Regions from separate parts of the Oryctolagus cuniculus genome. Here region 1 is linked to region 2. Evidence: chromatin contacts called from public Micro-C data. All regions are on one chromosome and are shown on one strand. Each heading gives the region's core, a stretch centred on a gene start, on an enhancer-like site or on the middle of the called end of the contact. The rest is flanking DNA. Distances are from core to core; before and after follow the strand shown. Region 1 holds the start of NKTR (natural killer cell triggering receptor). Region 2 holds the start of CCDC13 (coiled-coil domain containing 13).

Evidence for each region. Hi-C and Micro-C count contacts between places; a contact is called where the count stands out from the background.
Region 1: a contact with region 2 is called in a Micro-C map of ear pinna, with 3 times the contacts expected there. The contact joins the promoter of NKTR here to the promoter of CCDC13 in region 2. A contact is called at or near these places in 2 of 6 Hi-C or Micro-C datasets (ear pinna and psoas muscle).

The regions. Positions count from the first base shown.
Region 1 is chr10:105,355,464-105,361,661 of mOryCun1.1, reverse strand. NKTR (natural killer cell triggering receptor) reads left to right here and starts at 3,149. Exons shown (of 18, transcript XM_070050971.1): 1 at 3,149-3,310; 2 at 3,468-3,548. LOC138844118 (a long non-coding RNA gene) reads right to left here and starts at 3,932. Exons shown (of 2, transcript XR_011379580.1): 1 at 3,794-3,932; 2 at 2,236-2,442.
Region 2 is chr10:105,220,364-105,226,949 of mOryCun1.1, reverse strand. It overlaps CCDC13 (coiled-coil domain containing 13), which reads right to left and starts at 4,513. Exons shown (of 15, transcript XM_008260245.4): 1 at 4,373-4,513.

The DNA.
Region 1 (6,198 bases), core at 1,900-4,399, 140 kb before region 2:
CAATCATCAGAAAATGTCTTGATTTGTCTGAACCAGGATCCAAACAACATTCATACATGGCATTTTGTTGATATCATTTTTATTTATTTATTTATTTTTTTGACAAGCAGAGTGGACAGAGAGAGACAGAGAGAAAGGTCTTCCTTTGCCGTTGGTTCACCCTCCAATGGCCGCCACGGCCGGTGCACCACACTGATCCGATGGCAGGAGCCAGGTGCTTCTGGTCTCCCATGGGGTGCAGGGCCCAAGCACTTGGGCCATCTTCCACTGCACTCCCTGGCCACAGCAGAGAGCTGGCCTGGAAGAGGGGCAACCGGGACAGAATCCGGCACCCCGACCGGGACTAGAACCCGGTGTGCTGGCGCCGCAAGGCGGAGGATTAGCCTAGTGAGCCGCGGCGCCGGCCCCGATATCATTTATTTTATTTTATTTTTTTAAATTTATTTGACAGAGTTATAGACAGTGAGAGAGAACAGAGAAAGGTCTTCCTTCCGTTGGTTCATTCCCCAAATGGCCGCCATGGCCAGCCCTGCGCCAATCGGAAGCCAGGAGCCGGGTGCTTCCTCCTGGTCTCCCATGCGGGTGCAGGGCCAAGCACTTGGGCTATCCTCCACTGCCTTTCCGGGCCACAGCAGAGAGCCAGACTGGAAGAGGAGCAACCTGGACTAGAACCTGGCACCCATATGGGATGCCAGCACTGCAGGCAAGGTTTAACCAAGTGAGCCACGGCGCTGGCCCCGGACGCCACTTTAAGCTGTTGAATGGTTCCCCCTCATTTTTGCTATTTGTTGAAAATCCTAGGTCATGTGTCTTAAGACTCTCGTTTTCTGGATTCATCCAGTTGTATTCCTATAATATTAAATATGTCCCAATGTCATTTTCCTGTAAACTGGCAAATCTAGAGACTTATTCACTTAGGTTCTACGATTTTGGCACTGATACATCATAGGAAGTGGTATCTGCCTTTGCATTGCATCAGAAAGTGCACTGATTTATTCTCAGGTTCCCACTGGTCTTTCACTTAAATTGTAATCTCACCTTTTTTTTTTTAATTTATTAAGGATTGCATTATGGTGATTTTCTGTTTTATTATTCCTTCTGCCTTTATTAGTTGTATTCAGCAAAATTTTCCCTCTTTGAGACTTACCTGAAAATGAAGGCAAAAGATTTTTGTGAGTGAACCCAAAATTAGAAGCCCAGGTCTCTGCTCCTTTTGTTGGAGCCCAGCGTTGGAACTTGGGATGCCTGTAATATCTAAATAGTGCGTGGATACTTAGGATCTGTCAGCTGAGCTGAGGGTGGATCCAGCAAGCAGGAGACAGGCACGGAGTTGTGGCAGCAGCGATGGCTGTTCAGACAACTGCCATGAACCAGCCATCTCAAATTGTGAATACTACACTCTTTGGTCTTTTAAGTTACTGACTTCTTTCCCCCTTAAAGCATGGTTTTATTTTCACAAGTATCTTCTGCTACATCTTCTTTAGTGGGGAGACTGGATCTCTCCATTCACATTTCTATGAAAAACCCATGGCAACAGGTAGGGCCTTTTGCCAGGTAGGGCCTTAACTTGTTTTATGTTGACCCTACTTGTTGACTTGGTTCAAACCCTAAATTCTGCTTTGAGTCCTTGGCTCTGACAGTTTCTGGACACTAGTCTTCACAAGCAGAGTGTGTTTGGGTAACAAATATTTTAATGTTCTGGGTGCTGCTAGAAGCTATATTGGCTGCGCCAGTCCTTCTAGGTCTACCCGCCAAGGGTAAGGCATTTAGATAACTGGTTATCTTGGTTTGGTTGCCTCAGAAGCAGCTGAGTCCAGGTTAGTTATTTAGAAAGTGCTGTGGTCTCAGTGTGTTGTCCATAGGTTGAAATCCTCACCTGCAAAGGGATGGTGTTCGGACACCGAGTCTTTTTTTTTTTTTTTTTAAAGATTTATTTTATTTATTTGAAAGAGTTACAGAGAGACGGAGAAAGAGAGGTCTTCCATCCGCTGGTTCACTCCCCAGATAGCCACAATGGCCAGAGCTGCACAAATCTGGAGCCAGGAGCTTCTTCCGGGTCTCCCACACGAGTGCAGGGACCCAAGGACTTGGGCCATCTTCTCCTGCTTTCCCAGGCCATAGCAGAGAGCTGCATCGGAAGAGGAGCAGCTGGGTCTTGAACCCGCGTCTATATGGGATGCTGGCGCCTCAGGCCAGGGCTTTAACCCGCTGCACCACAACGCTGGACCAACCCAGTTTTTTCTTATTTTTTTTTAAAGACTTTCATTTATTTATTTTGACAGAGTTACAGACAGTGAGAGAGAGAGAGAGAGAGAGAGAGAGAGAGAGAGAGAGAAAGGTCTTCCTTCTGTTGGTTCACCCCCCAAAGGGCCGCCAGGGCCGGCGCTGTGCCGATCCGAAGCCAGGAGCCAGGTGCTTCCTCTTGGATGGAACTGTACATCCCTGCAGGAAAATGGAAGCCCACACTTAAGAAGTTCGATTAGACCAGAGTCGAATGCAAAAGCTGCAACTCTTAAGATTTCCAGACGAAAACGTAGGCAATACTGTCACAAACGTGAGGTAGGTAGGGGTTTCTCAGGACAGAAAAATCAATTCTAAGAAAGCCATTACTGGCTTCACCAAGATTAAATACTGCTTCCCAGAAGACAGTTTAAAACAAGGCTCAGAGTGGGAGAAAATACTCGCAAGCGTCTGACCGAAGATTTGTATTCAGAACACACATTTCTATCTAACAAATCATCTGCAGCGAGAACTCTAAACAGTAAGACGAAAAAGTACATTTAAAAAAATGCGCTAGAAGCCTTTAAAGTGAGGCCGCGTACTGTTGTCGCCGGACAACAGGCGCCTATGCCACCTCGACTTGGCGCACACAGCGCTGGACCACGACATAGTCTCGCGATACCACGAAATGGGCGGGCGCCCACAGCCCAAACTGCGCGGTGGCGCAGAGAACGCAGGCGTACCCAAGGTTCCCCGATTGGGTGATTGACTCCAGAGGGCGGGGCCAAAAGGAAGCGCGCAAGTGTTGGAGCACGCGGCTGGAGGCTTCCCTGGAGCTACCGGACACGCCCACCAGGGCGCGCCTCCCGCCCCACCCCCGACTCCACCGCCCCCTTCGGTTAACCGCCCCCTCCGAGGCTGTGCTCTCGCGGTATTTGTCCCGATCTCGCGGGGCTTAGCGTTGCACTGGGAGGCCGGGCCGGGAGGAGAGGGAGGAGGTGGCGTTCCGTTAGTGGCGTTGGGTTCTGGCGGCGGCGGCGGTGCTATCTCCTCTGCGCAGGGGGAGCCGTTCAGGCTGGAGGCCAGCCAGGTGAAGCGCTCTCCCAGATGCGTGTGCACGCTGCGCGGCCCCCGGGCGGGCAGGGAGCCGGGTCGTGGCCGCCGCCTGCGCTGTGGGCGACAGGCCGGCGCCGCCCCGGCCCCGCCCCAGCCCCCGCCCTGACCGCTGTACTCTCCCTCTCTCCCAGCTCTTGCCGCCACCTCGGTCGCGATGGGGGCGCAGGACCGGCCGCAGTGCCACTTCGACATCGAGATCAACCGGGAGCCGGGTGAGCCGGAGACTGGGGAGCGCTGCCGGGGGGCTTGGGCTTGCTCTGGCGAGGGGGAGGGGTCAGCCCTCGTCAGCCCTCCCCCGAGCCTTTTTGGGAGCGGAGAGGCACAACCAGCGTCCCTTTTTTCCGCTGAGGAAATCGGTGGCGAGGAGGGTGTCCCGGGCACACCCCCCTCCTGCACCCGCTGTGGGGAGCCCGGGCCTCCTCTTCCCAAGCCCCACGCTCCCCCCCCCCCCCAGCACCTGGGGGCTGAGTGCTCAGACCCAGCCTGGCGCCAAGAGAAAGGGGTGCAGCCCTCTCTGGACTTTCCTCCTCCCGTGGAAGACTTGCAGTTCTGATTGCTGGTATCTTGCTCCGTACTTTGAAGTTTGGACTCGTCTGTTCCGTATTTTCCAATCACTCTGTCTCCTTAGGGCCTTGGCCCCTCTTCCGTCTTCCCTGGAGGATCTTCAGCCAGGATTCCTTGGTTCCTGTGGCAGCCGAACTGTAGCCTGAGTGCGCTTTAGCGTTCCATGTTTTCGTGTGTAGGGAATCCCGCACCCCCCATGCGTTATTGCATTTGCTTGAAAATAAGACGTTCCCCCCACCCCCAAAGGGCAGTTGTTTGATTCAAAGGGGTAGTGATCTCAGGGTTCCAGACTGTTTTCTTTTGTTGTTGCTAGCTGTGACTGGAGGTTCAGTTAGAGACGGACTGCTGCTGTTCCAGGCTCCGGAGATAAAGCGATGAATAAAACAAAGGCTCTCCTTTTGTAGTGCATGTTCTGTTGGGGGAAGATGGCAGTGGAAATGGGGGGAAATGCTGTGCCCAGGACTGTTGTAATAAGTCGGCCAGCCAAGGCCATATTGTGAGATGCTGGTGTTTGAGTAGTTGTCTGGAAGGGGCTGCGGTGAGCTGGGTGGAGGCGATGTTTGAGAAGAGCGTCCCTGGCAGGGGGAACATTTCACACAGGTCCTGGGCGGGAGTGCACTTGCCATGATGTTTCAGGCCAGCAAGGAGCCCAGACAGGGAAGAGAGCACTGGGCAGTGGCCTGCTAGGAAGTTGTTAAAGGGAATAGGAGGGAAGGAATGAGGTGAGCTTGTACATTTTGTTACCTTTCATGTTGAGTCTTGATGGCTCTTGTTGTTGTTGTTGTTGTTTGCTAAGAAAAAAACTCAGGTGCTTCAGATAATTTTTTATTTTTTGGTTTTTGTAAGGATTAAAAATAGCAGATGCCTGAAAAATAGAAATCAACAAAGGCTCTGTCGCCATGCCAAGTACATGTTCAAATCCTAGATTTGCAGATGACCAGTATTTTTTTTAATATTTATTTGAAAGTCATAGTTACACAGAGAGAGGAGAGCAGAGAGAGAGAGAGAGTCTTCTGTCCACTGGTTTGCTCCCCAGTTGGCTGCAATGGCCAGAACTGCGCCAATACGAAGCCAGGAACCAGGAGCTTCTTCCAAGTCTCCCACGTGGGTGCAGGAGCCCAGGACTTGGGCCATCTTCCACTGCTTTTGCAGGCCATAGCAGAGAGCGGGATCGGAAGTGGAGCAGCCAGGACTCGAACCACTGCCCATATGGGATGCCGGCACTGCAGTCAGCAGCTTTACCTGCTAAGCCACGTTGCCACCCCCCAGATGACCAGTGTTCTGAAATCTCCAGAATACTTTTGAAGTGACTAGCACACCTGAGGACACTGAATCCTATGTGAAACAAGGAATGCTTACATTGTGCCTGGTTGAGCCCATTGATAACTGGCAGTTTTGTATGGTTCGATCTCTAGAATTTTTTGGTAAATACTGGATAATTGACCCACTATTGATTTAAGGGTCACTTCGGTTGTATGAAGTCTTGCTTTGTTGGATTTAACCGTTAGTACATATAAGAATATTTCAGAAAGTTCATGGAAAGTGGAATTGAAAGATAAATTTATTTGGTGAAAAAAGCCTTTGAAATCCATAGTTTTTTTTAAAGATTTATTTTATTTGAAAGGCAGAGCTACAGAGAGTTAGAGGTAGAGGCAGAGAGAGGTCTTCTATCCACTGGCTGCAATGGCTGGAGCTGGGCTGTTACGAAGCCGGGAGCCAGGAGCTTCTTCTGGGTCTCCCACATGGGTGCAGGGGCCCAAGGACTTGGGCCATCCTCCACTGCTTGCCCAGGCCATAGCAGAGTGCTGGATAGGAAATGGAGCAGCTGGGTCTTGAACCAGCTCCCATATGGGATGCCATTGCTTCAGGCCAGTGCATTAACCCACTGTGACACAGTGCCAGCCCCTAGCCTCGCTTATTCTGAGGCTCTTTTGTTAAGTAGGTGAATACACATTTATGGTTGTTGTCTTATTGAACCGATGTTTCGTTGCTATGTATGTAATGACCCTTTCCATGCCTAGTAATTTTCCTTTCTCAGAAATTTAGTTTGATCTGAATATAGCAACTCCAGCTTTTCTTAATTTTTACATGGTGTATAATTTTCAGTACTTTTACTGTTAATCTATCTGTTTTATTATATTTAAGTGGATTTCTGTTTAAGGTAGCAAATAGATGAGTCTTTTTTTTTTTTTTAAGAGTTATTTATTGCAGCTGGGGTTGTGGCATAGCAGGTAATACAGCCGCCTGCAATGCCTGCATCCCATATGGGCGCCGGTTTGTGTCCTGGCTGCTCCACTT
Region 2 (6,586 bases), core at 3,264-5,763:
ACAGGTGCCCGAGGATGAGAAAGAATGAACAAATGAATGAGTGAATGGGTCAAATAACCACAGTAACATAAATCCTTTTCCCTTTTTCCACTCCCAGCTTGTGCACTTGGAGTCCTTGGGGATGTGGTACTTCTTGGATATAATCTGTGCTCTGGGCAAATTAATCTCTGCTTCAATGTCCTCATCTGTAAAGTGGGATGATGAGAGTGATGAGCTGCACAGAGAGGCTGTGAGGACTGAGTGAGAGAATGTGGGGCCACCCTGCCAACACACTGGTCAGATCGCACCTACAAAAGCACAAAACCAGGGCCCAGGGTAATCCAGCTCCCCTCTCGGCCCAACCCTCACCGTCATCGGCTCCAGCCTTGTGCATGGTCTCCTCCCACCCAGGGAGGGCTTCTCCCCGAGCTTGCACAGATCCCCACTTCTAGGAGCACTCAGAGGGAGGCCTTCCCTGGCCACCCACTCAGTGCCCTCTCCTTGCCCTGCTTCCGCCCTCTGCCTGTCTCCACACCTGGGTTCACTTCTCTTCATCACACTTTCCGTACAGCATATTTCACCTATTTTCACATTATCTATCTTTTCCCATTCGTATGTTAGCAACTTAAAGATACACATTTTTGTCTAAATGACTATAATTTAGCACTTATAAAAATAATTGGCAGGGCTGGTACTGTGGCATAGTAGGCTAAGCCTCTGCCTCTGTAGTACCAGCATCTCATATGGGCGCCGCCAGTTCATGTCCTGCTCCACTTCCGATCCAGCTCTCTGCTGTGACCTGGGAAAGCAGTGGAAGACGGCCCAAGTCCTCAGGCCCCTGCACCGCATGAGAGACCCCAAAGAAGCTCCTGGCTCCTGGCTCCTGGCTTTGGATCAGCCCAGCTCTTGCTATTGCGGCCATTTGGGGAGTGAACCAGCAGATGGAAGATCTCTCTCTCTCCTTCTGTCTGTAGCTCTACCTCTCAAATAAATGAATAAAAAATGTGGCACACATTATGTGCTCCATAAATATTTCTGGAACAAGTAAATTAATTTGGCCATCCTTGGTCAACTATCCTTTCCTAAGCTGTATCTGTGAATAGGCTATTCCCAAGTAATTATAACAAATGCCTAATTCACAAGTAATTGTAGCAAAGCACAATATCTTTTTTTTTTTTTTTTTTTTTTTTGACAGGCAGATTGGACAGTGAGAGAAACAGAGAGACAGACAGAAAGGTCTTCCTTTGCCGTTGGTTCACCCTCCATTGGCCGCCGCGGCCGGCGCGCCGCGGCCGGCACGCTGCGGCCGGTGCACCGCGCTGATCTGAAGCCCGGAGCCAGGTACTTATCCTGGTCTCCCATGGGGTGCAGGGCCCAAGCACTTGGGCCATCCTCCACTGCACTCCCTGGCCACAGCAGAGAGCTGGCCTGGAAGAGGGGCAACCGGGACAGAATCCGGCGCCCCGACCAGGACTAGAACCCGGTGTGCCGGCGCCGCTAGGCGGAGGATTAGCCTAGAGAGCCGCGGCGCCGGCCAAAGCACAATATTTTTAATAATAACTTTTAATAATATTCGTGCCATCCACCTTTTATATTGATACTAAAGGAAATGTAACATACATATAACAACACATGTACCAAGACTATATAAAAAGACCTATAAAACTCTGACGAAAGTGAGCAAAGAACTAAAACAGATACCTCATGCGCATGCACAGGTAGACTCAGTGGTATTAGGATGGCAGTTTTTTCCAATTTGATCTACAGATTCAATGCCATCCCAATCAAAGTCCCAGTGAGTCACTCTGTGAGTATCAACAAGCTGACTCAAGAGTTATAGGGAGAGGCAAAGACCCTGAATAGCCAACACAACATTGAGGGCCAACAACGGAAGTGGACGAGTGACACTAACTGACTTCAAGACTTAAAATTACTCAGTGTGGTGTTGGAACTGAACAAATAAATCCATGAAACAAGTGGATGGCCTAGAAATAGAGTCACATAAATACAATCAACCGATCCTTGACAAAGAAGTAAAGGAAACCTACGGAGAAAGGAGACCCTTTCCAACAAATGGTTCTGGAATAACAACACATCCACATACCACCCCCCCCCAAATCTATACCTGTCACACAAATCAACTCAAAACGGATTAAACACCTAAACATAACAGGCAGAAATGGCCAGTGCCATGGCTCAACAGGCTAATCCTCCGCCTAGCGGCGCCAGCACACCAGGTTCTAGTCCCAGTAGGGGCGCCAGATTCTGTCCCAGTCACTCCTCTTCCTGTCCAGTTCTCTGCTGTGGCCCGGGAGTGCAGTGGAGGATGGCCCAAGTCCTTGGGCCCTGCACCTGCATGGGAGACCAGGAGAAGTACCTGGCTCCTGGCTTCGGATCAGCGCGGTACGCCGACCGCAGCGCACCGGCCGCAGCGGCCATTGGAGGGTGAACCAACGACAAAGGAAGACCTTTCTCTCTGTCTCTCTCTGTCTCATTGTCCACTCTGCCTGTCAGAAAAAAAAAAAAAAAAAAAGGCAGAACTACAAACCTAAAAGATCAAAGAGGAGGGAATATAAGTGACCTTGTGTTGCAGTGGATTCGTTTTTGAGAGGAGGAGCGTGAGAGTTTTCACAGTACCAAAAGCATGAAAGAAGTAACTGATAAATTGGACTTCATTAAAATAGAATACCTCTCACTGGAAAACACTGTTACGACAATGGAGACAGAAGCCACAGTATGGAAAGAAATCTGCAAAGCACGTCTAATAAAGGAATGCACCCAAAATACATACAAAGAACTCTTAAATAGCCCATCAAAAAGTAGGCAAAAGATCTGAACAAACATGCCAAGGAACAGGATATACGGATGGCAAATAAACATTTGAAATGATGTCCAACAGCACATCTCATTAGGGAACTGAAAATTAAAACAAAAAGTGGCATACCACTCCCTTCCTTTTAGAATGGCTACACTCCAAAACATCAACAACTGCAAATGCTGGCAAGGATATAAAGCAACAAGAATTCTTATTTATTGCCAGTGGCTGAATGCAAAATGGTAAATCCACTCCGGAAGTCAGTTTGGCAGTCTTTTTCATAGTTCAACACCGTCTTAGAACATGATCCATAATAGGCTTCCTGACGGTTAAGGACTGGAACACAGCCAGTGCAAAGAGTTAATAAGAGAGGAAATGGGGGTGCGGAAAGTATATGGGAACTCTGCTCTGTAATGTTTCTGTCAATCAAAAACTGCTTTAAAAATAAGGCCGGGAGCCGGCGCTGTGGCGCAGTAGGTTAATCCTCCACCTGTAGCACCGGCATCCCATATGGGCACCCGGTTCTAGTCTCGGCTGCTCCTCTTCCAGTCCAGCTCTCTCTATGGCCTGGGAAAGCAGTAGAAGATGGCCCAAGTGCTTGGGCCCCTGCACGCGCGTGGGAGACCCGGAAGAAGCCCCTGGCTCCTGGCTTCGGACTGGCACGGCTCCGGCCGTTGCGGCCCTTTCCGAGTGAACCAACGCATGGAAGACCTCTCTCTCTGTCTCTCCCTCTCATTGTCTGTAACTCTACCTCTCAAATAAATACATAAAAATCTTTAAAAAAAAATAAGGCTGATTAATTTTTTTAAGTCCAGGCTAAAGTGCATGCAAAGAACTTTGGCTCACGAAGGAGTTCCGGCGGTGGGAAGGGGGCAGGGCCCGCCACCCACTTAGGAGTCCTGTGGGGAAGTGAGTGCCCAGAGGCCAGTGCAGGGCAGGGAGGGAAGCTGCCCCACCAGCCGGCCACGTTCTTCTCTCTCTCTCTCTTAATGTTCTTTGAGTGCTCCCTAGTGACAACCTGGGGTCTTGGGGGGCAGGGCCAGCTGCCTAGTTTGGGGTCTTCCTATATGCTGCTGGACAGGACCCCCACCAATTGCCTACCAGGCCAGCATCTATGCAGGGATGGGAGTCGAGTGAGTAGTCTGGTCGGCGGGGTCGCCCCGTCCTGAGGGGGCTGACCTTAGAAGGTGGCCCGGGAGAGGGGGCGCGAATGCCGCAGGGTCGCGCGGCTCCGCCCCTCAGGGCCGAGCCCCCCAACTCTCCAGCAGAGGCCCGGCCAGAGAGCGCGGGTCAGGGCCACGTGGGCTCCAGTTCTACTCCACGACCGCGCAGGCGACGCAACCTCCACGCCAAATTAACCCTCGAGCGGCACAGAACACACTGGGGAAGGAGGAGGGTGTGCGCCAATGTTTGCAGCAGTCTCCGCTCGGCGCCCCGATGCCCAGTGCCGGCAGGCAGTGGACGTCCGGCCAGAGGCAGGGCGCTCGGGCGAGAGAGTGCGCTCAGGCTCATCCATGCCCCCGGCGGCTGCAGGCCTCCGAGCTCCGGCCCCGGCCTGCTGCCCTCCCAGCCACTTACAAGATCTCTTTCTGCTTCTCCCTTTCAGCACCACCACGGCTTCCGCGCCTCTTCCGGACGCCTGCACGCGCTGCCCTGGCAACCGTCACCAGGGAAACCAGACTGTCGCCCGCATGACGTCATCGCACCTCGACGAGGGCCGAGAGGACGCTGGGAGTAGAGAAGGTGACGGGCGCTGACAGCCCGGGTTCAGGCCTTGTGGAAACTGAGGAGCTGAAAAGTGAGCTCTCTCACCGTGAAATTTACCGCAGACGCGCAGAATAGCTTTAAAAAATGTTAAGGCCGGCGCCGCGGCTCACTAGGCTAATCCTCCGCCTAGCGGCGCCGGCACACCGGGTTCTAGTCCCGGTTGGGGCGCCGGATTCTGTCCCGGTTGCCCCTCTTCCAGGCCAGCCCTCTGCTGTGGCCAGGGAGTGCAGTGGAGGATGGCCCAGGTGCTTGGGCCCTGCACCCCATGGGAGACCAGGAAAAGCACCTGGCTCCTGGCTCCTGCCATCGGATCAGCGCGGTGCGCCGGCTGCAGCGCGCCGGCCGCGGCGGCCATTGGAGGGTGAACCAACGGCAAAGGAAGACCTTTCTCTCTGTCTCTCTCTCTCACTGTCCACTCTGCCTGTCAAAAAAAAAAATAAATAAAATAAAAAAAAAAAAAATAAATAAAAATAAAAAATGTTGATGTGGGGGAAGGGAATGGTGAGTGTGTGTGTGGGGGGGGGGAACCAAAGCAAACACGACGCAAAATAGTCGTCTGAATAGGGTTGTGTTTGTTCAAATTAGCCCAAAATCCAGACTGAAATGGAACTATTAAGGTAGTTTTGGGGGAACCCGTGTTCAGCCTGGTGGTTGAGCCGCCTGCGCCCTGCTCTGAGGAGTTCCTGGGTTTTAAAAGCACTTCAAAAAAATTCTTTAAAAAAGTGGTTTTGTAAGGACATTTCAACAAGTTTGTGGAAAAATGGAATTAGAAGACCAATTTAGGCCAAAAATATTGAAATCTATGCATTTTTTTCATGAACTTTTGGAAGACTCCTTGGATTTGGGTGACAGAATTGCCATACTGTGTTTTTACTTTTGCACTTCAAAGGTTTTTTTTTTTTAAATAATGGACATGCTCCCCCCCCCCCCAGAAACCTTTTATTTAATGAGTACAAATTTCATCAGTAAAACTTGAGGAAGATAGTGATTCTTCCCACCATACTCGCCCTCCCACCCCGCCACCTCCTCCCTCTCCCATTCCCAGTCCCATTCTCAGTTTTCAATTAGCTTTATACACAGAAGACCAACTCTGTGCTAAGTAAAGATTTCAACTATTTGCACACACACACACACACACATACACACAACTGTTTGAGAACAAGTTTTACAGTTAATTCTCATAATTCATTGAGCACAGAAATCCTGCATGGGAAGTTAGTGCATAGTGACTCCTGTTGTTAATTTAACAGTTAACACTCTTTTGTATGACATCAGTCACATGCAAGGCTCTTGACATGAGCTGTCAAGGCTATGGAAGCCTTTTGAATCCACAATCTCCATCAGTATTTAGACAAGGTCGTAAGCAAAGTGGAAGTTCTCTCTTCCCTTCAAAGAAAAGTACCTCCTTTGATGGCCACTTCTTTCCCCTGGGGTCTCTCTCACAGAGATCTTCCAAAAACGTGCTTTCTTTTCATAGAGGAAAATACTTGTATATATTTCCAAAGCGCTATCCAACTTAAGGCATCTTGACAATTCTGGGCTGTATGAAGATGGCAAACTCTGAGAAAGTTAGCAAATTTTTAGGAAAGACAGTCCAGGTTAGCTTTCCATAGATTTATGGTGGCCTTTATAATTGGAAAATCTTCAAATAGATCACAGTTGTTTATATTTTTTTCCCTCATAAGGTGAATTCCCCATAGCTGTACGTGAAGATGAAGTACTAGACCATCATGGGCATACAGGAGTAGACCTGGTGGTTTCTGATAGAGGAAGAATGGGTCTTTCAGGTTGTTCTCCAGTTGTCAAGTGAGCCCCAAGTCAGAGGCCTGGAAATCTACGTGTAATACAAGAGCCAGGCTACAGAGTAGGTTTCAGGTAAGTAGGCATGTGGGGAGCAAACCGGACTAGACTGTTACTGGAATTAAGACTTATTCTATGCATCTGCTCTCCCACAATATGGCGCTGGGAGAGAAGTAAACAGCTTCCGCACAGCTGCCTCCAGTTCAGCCAATTAACTGTAGGACT